Regions from separate parts of the Callithrix jacchus genome. Here region 2 is linked to region 1. Evidence: chromatin contacts called from public Hi-C data. All regions are on one chromosome and are shown on one strand. Each heading gives the region's core, a stretch centred on a gene start, on an enhancer-like site or on the middle of the called end of the contact. The rest is flanking DNA. Distances are from core to core; before and after follow the strand shown. Region 1 has its middle 32 kb from the start of TMEM250. Region 2 overlaps QSOX2 (quiescin sulfhydryl oxidase 2).

The links. A called contact is a pair of places that touch in the nucleus more often than the background predicts.
Region 2: a contact with region 1 is called in a Hi-C map of induced pluripotent stem cells, with 1.8 times the contacts expected there. The contact joins two enhancer-like sites. A contact is called at or near these places in 2 of 3 Hi-C or Micro-C datasets (induced pluripotent stem cells and skeletal muscle).

What each region holds. Positions count from the first base shown.
Region 1 is chr1:184,640,530-184,643,276 of calJac240_pri, reverse strand. No RefSeq gene overlaps it. Among named protein-coding and RNA genes, the nearest start is that of TMEM250, 32 kb to the right of the region's middle. Within about 2 kb of position 1,421, at least 2 of the 16 cell types and tissues checked have an H3K27ac peak or open chromatin away from gene starts, as enhancers often do.
Region 2 is chr1:184,708,851-184,711,597 of calJac240_pri, reverse strand. It overlaps QSOX2 (quiescin sulfhydryl oxidase 2), which reads left to right. Exons shown (of 12, transcript XM_035262824.3): 2 at 443-543; 3 at 2,421-2,469. Among named protein-coding and RNA genes, the nearest start is that of QSOX2, 19 kb to the left of the region's middle. Within about 2 kb of position 1,412, at least 6 of the 16 cell types and tissues checked have an H3K27ac peak or open chromatin away from gene starts, as enhancers often do.

The DNA.
Region 1 (2,747 bases), core at 172-2,671:
ATTCCTCACAGACCTAGCCGCCAGCACAGGCCCATCCTGTGTGCTGGGCTCTACTCTAAGCCTCTGACATGGGACTGCTTGCTTCAACACACCACAGGGTAGCGGCTGCTGTTCATCCATTTCACAGATGAGCTGACTGCAGGAAGAGAAGCGAAGCTGGCAGGTGACAGAGCCTGCCCTGCCCTGGGCAGCACCTTTTATGGCAGTGTCTCTGCCACCTGCCAGGTGGCCTTTCCAGGAGGGGGCAGGCAGGGTGACCTTTCGCCCTCGCCCAAAGCTGAGACCAGCAGGGCAGCCGCTGGTACTGAGGGCAGGCCGGGACCCCAGGCTTCTTCTCATGCCAGGAGTCTCACCGCTGGGTGGACACACACACCCCAGCCCAGCCTCGAGTGCCATGGACAGCAAAGCCACTCACCAGCTTCGGGACATACTGGTTGCGGGCTCTGAGACTCAGTTTCCCTTCATGAAAAGTGAAGTCTTGGGCCTGTGATCAGCTCAGAGGGATCTCTGAGCTGTGTGCCCCTCTTCCCCTGACCCCTCCAGCCTCCGACATGGGTAACAGCCTGAGAGGTGGGTGCCGCCCAAGCAGCGACAGTGGGACCCTGGTCCTGGGAAGTGTCTGGGCTTCTTGGGAGGGTTGCAGAGCAGAGCTCTCCACCCTGCCCAGCCCTTCGAAGGAAGTGAATTCACTGGATGGTCAGGGTGAGCATCTACCAGGCCGAGGCCCAGCGACGAGTCTCGCCTGTGACCTGCCTGGGAGTTCCACCTCCTCAGCCCTCACTCTGCTGTGGTTGAGGGAGAAATCCACTCCTCTGGCCTCTATGGAGCCTCATTCTCCTTCCCAGCTCCTCCAGCCTTGGAGGAGCTGACCTCACTTCTGCTCAGCCATCCCTTCCTGACCACAGCCACACACTGAGCCCTGTTCCTGTCAGACTCTGACCCCCGACCCTGGCCGTCAATCTAAATTCCTATCTCAGACCAGGCCCCGATCCTCCTCACACACCAGGCCTGATCCTCCTCACTGACCAGGCCCTGATCCCCGACACAGACCAGGCCCCGATCCCCCTCACAGACCAGGCCCCAATCCCCCTCACAGACCAGGCCCCGATCCCCCTCACAGACCAGGCCCCGATCCCCCTCACAGACCAGGCCCCGATCCTCCTCACAGACCAGGCCCCGATCCCCCTCACAGACCAGGCCCCGATCCTCCTCACAGACCAGGCCCTGATCCCTGACACAGACCAGGCCTGGGACTCTCGGGGAATGGGGCTCTTCAGCTACCTCCACGGGACTAAGTCCCCTTTCTCCAGACTTCCAGTTTTCACATTTCAATCGTAACTTCAGCTAAAACCAGCGGTGGGACAGACGCTGACGGGAAGTGACATGGAGCTGCCACACAGTGCTCCCAGAGACGCTTTCCGGCAGCTCCTCTGCACGGAGCCCTGTGGGCGGCGGCAGCACTGCAATCTATTCTGAGTTTGCAAGTGGAAATTAAATTCCATGTAGCCGAAATGAGCGTCCGCTTCAATCAGCCTGAAGCCTGTCCTCCCATCCCCCACCGCCCTCCTTGGCAGTATCTTTTAAATATGCAAATGGAGACACCTTGCTAAATGGTCAGCAGGATTGATCCTGCTGTTTTCATCAAGGAAATAAAATTAAAACGGAATAGGGTGGCTACTGGGCTGCCCAGAGCGCTCCCCAAGGGCCTGTGCCCTTCAGCTGCTTGGGTATTCTCCGGACAGACAGACAGACGCTCTCCAGGCCCCGACCCCACTCCTCAGGGGACCCCCTCAGGGGACCTCGCTGACCTTGAGAACTTCCAGAGGGCGCATAAAGGTGGGGCTGCTGCTGGCAGGGGGCTTGGGCACCTGCCTCGGGACCCCAGCTGGGTCTGATCCCACAAGAGCCAAGTGGTGGGGTCCCAGCTGTGCCTGTGCCCCCCCACACCCTGTTTGTTCCTGCCCTGTCCCCTCTCTGAGCTGTTGTTTCTTCAGCAATAAGGTCAGGGCTCCCCAGATCCGAGTCCCCCAGCGTGGCCTGTGGCCCCCCGGGCTGGAGATTGTGATCACAACTCAGGCCCCAGCCCCTGGCAGGCCCCAGAGTCAGGATGGGGGGTGCTGGGGGCCAGCCTGCTTCCTCTTCTGGGGGTTTGATGCACAATCCCTGAAAGCCGCAAATTTCTAACACATTTCTTCATTCACTCGGTCATTCATTCAGTCGCTCATTCACCCTGCAGATGTCTGGTGCACTGGGTCCTGAAGACACAGATAAGATGGACTCAGCCTCCCAGGGTGCTCACAGCCCTGCTAGTCAGACCAACTTTCCACCAGGGCCCTGGGAGAGGGAGGGGCTTGCAGGCTTAAGGGAATGGCTCCAGCATAGTGGGACCTCAGGCTTGGGAGCAGGGGGCTGGAGGGACCTGTGGCTGAACCTCGTCTCAGGGCCCCAACCCCAGGCCTGCAGAGAGGGCCGACTCCTGTCTGTCCCAGAGAGCCTGGTGGCAGCTGCCTCCCAGAAAGCAGAGGCCTGTTTCCAGGGTGAAGGTGGCCAGAGACGGGTCCAAAGACCTCCAAGGCCATGGTCACCTGTCCAGAGCTGTCTCGGTGCCACACTCTGCTCAGGCCACCCCGGAGGAGGGACAGGTCTGGCCCAGACCCACCCTGGGGACCCATGGCCCACAGGGTCACAGGCCTGGCCCACGGGATGAATGGGTTTGTCCAGAACAGAGCGTGGCATCAGCAACAGCG
Region 2 (2,747 bases), core at 163-2,662, 68 kb before region 1:
AGAGACCCTGGTCAGATGCTGCCCATGCCTGCTCATTGGAGTGAGAACATGGGAACGTTCTCGCCATACAGCCTGGGCCACATCCAATTAATCTGCACGTGCTTGCTGTCCTGTGAAGTACTGGCGGCTGACAACTGCTTCTGTCACCGTCCATCAGGGTGTGGTTTAATTAGGGACCACAGCCTCATCCCTGCTCCATGACGTGCACGTTCAGCACAAGTCCGCTTGTTCTGTGATCATCTGTGGGAGGAGAGGCACCATGCTGCTGGTGGAAATCCTCTTCCTAGCTCCACACAGACACTGTGGAGAGGGCCTGACTGATGACCTAAAAGGGCTGGGGGCTGGTCTTTCAGGGGCGGCAGCCTGGAGTGGGCCTGCTGGGTCCTGGGCTTCATGGGAGTCCAGTGCCCGCCACACTGAAGGTCGTGCTCCTGCATTTTAGACTGGGCTAGCGCCATCCGCGTCGCCGCTCTTGACTGCATGGAAGACAAGAACCAGGCCGTGTGCCATGACTACGACATCCACTTCTACCCCACCTTCCGGGTGAGTACCGTGGGGGCTCTGTTAAAATTTGCCACACTGTGGTGCCTGCGTTTTGGCTGCTCTGGCTTTTGCTGCCTGAAACTCAGCAGGATTTGAAGGAGCTGATGTTTGCGGGGGCAGCTCTCGTTCACCTTGTTGTGTGGTGGAAGTGTCTGTGGGACTGTCCATGCACACATAGCCCTGCTCACATGGAGGGTGCGTGAAAAGACCCCTGCAGCCTGCACAGCCCTAGGGCATGAGGACGCTGGGAGTGTGAGGGCTGGCACTCTGGCCTGAGGCCACACATGCGGTCTGTGTACCACGGGGCTCCTCGGTGGACCACACACACATACTCTCACACATGCACACTCACACGCACCCATATGCATTCACACATTGCTCATGCACTCACACACTCACACCGGCCACGCACACACGGCCTCTGTGTTCCTGAGCTGAGGTCAGCCTACATATGACGCTGTGCCTATTGCTCCCACTAGGGGGCAGAGGTGCCTGTGACCTTGTCATGGCCGGTGCAGAGCTCACATGTACACACTGGCACCGCCACCTCCTGTACACCTGGATACGGACATCTCCAGGAATGTGGTGCCTTGGGCCCACTTCGCAGGAAGCTTTGTGACCCGTCCTTCTCAGCCCTGGCACCCTGCTGTGTGGTGTGGTGTCACGTCACAGTGGCTTCCTTGCTTCCTGGGCTACTGTTTTCACTGTGCTGGTAGCGCCTGTGGTCCTGCCCCGACAGGTGGCACGCTGGGCTGCCCAGTGTCAGCCCCACCCCAGGGCCTCTCGGGGCCTGTGAGGCACACTTGCTTGCCTGCCCCCAGCGTGTGATCACATCAGAATGGCTTCCTATTTTGTTTTAGCTTCAGACACAGGCCACACTGCTGTGTGGAAGCTTCTGGGCCTTCTTTCCGTTACTTAAGGGGATGTCCGTATCCACCATGATGCCCATTGGCTGATTGGATGGGATTGTCCGGTGGCGTCACTCTGAGGACCAGAACCCCTCGTTGCCAGGCGCATGGGCTTTTCCAAGCTTTGGTGGCTTTGAACTGCCCTGCTGTGTGCATTCCCCGGGTGTGGGAAGAGCTGAGGCTGGAAGAGAACCCCTGGGCCTCGCGCCAGGCCTGTGCTCGCCCACAGAACAGAAGCACTGGCGACTTTGTTTACATTTCCCCGGCGGCCGTGGTGCCTGCACAGCTGGCTTTGTGGGCCATGGGTGTCACTGTGTGAAGTGTCCGTTCATGTGGGTGTCACCGTGTGAAGTGTCCGTGCATGTGGGTGTCACCGTGGGAAGTGTCCATGCCTGTGGGTGCCACTGTGGGGAGTGTCTGTGCCTGTCATCTCTCTGTTTCCCTCTTGGTTCGAGTGTGCTTCTCTTACTGATTTCATCCCCGCCCATCCTGTAACCTTGTCTTGTCATTGTCTGTAATGTGCCTTTGATGCAGAAGGTTTTTAATTTTAACACAAGAACCCTTTTCATCCACTCAGAGGTACTGCATGGTGTCTCCTCGTCCTGTAAATTCTTTGTGTCGTTGCAGCTGATGTTATAGCTCACCGTTAGGGACACACTCACTACCCAGTCCCAGAGAGCAGTGTCCTGTATGATTCCGGCCCAACTGAATTGTGTGACTTCTAGCCCTTCTGGGTCAGAAAATGTAAATGATGGGAATGCTGTTTGGAAATCAGCCCTTTCGTAAATCTGATAGGAAACGCTCATATGCACAGAGATGTGGAGAAAGAAGCCTGTGGTTTCATCAGTTTATGAAAACTTTCTGAAGGAAATTGAGTAAAGCTCTGAGGTGACAGTCACTTTGTTGCTTGGACAAATGTGCAGATGCCCAGGGGGCTGCCTCTTACTTGCTCTCTGTTTTTCCTCTTAGTATTTTAAAGCATTTACAAAGGAGTTTACAACGGGAGAAACTTTTAAAGGTAAGGACAAAAGCATTTATTTTAATTCCTGAGATTCCCCTCTGGAACCTGCTGAAGACACACGGTCCCAGAGCCTGGGGAGCTGCCAGCCGGGTCAGCACCTTTGCCTCTGCTGACCTTTCTCCCGGTTTTCTCTTAAGAGTTCAAACATTAATAGCTTCAAAGAGAAGTTTTCATGCTATGCTTTGCCTTGCCTGGCAAATATAGTAGTAAAAACTTTTTCAGAATGAATTTGTTCTTGTAAAAATATTTGGAGACATGCACAGATCATATGTACA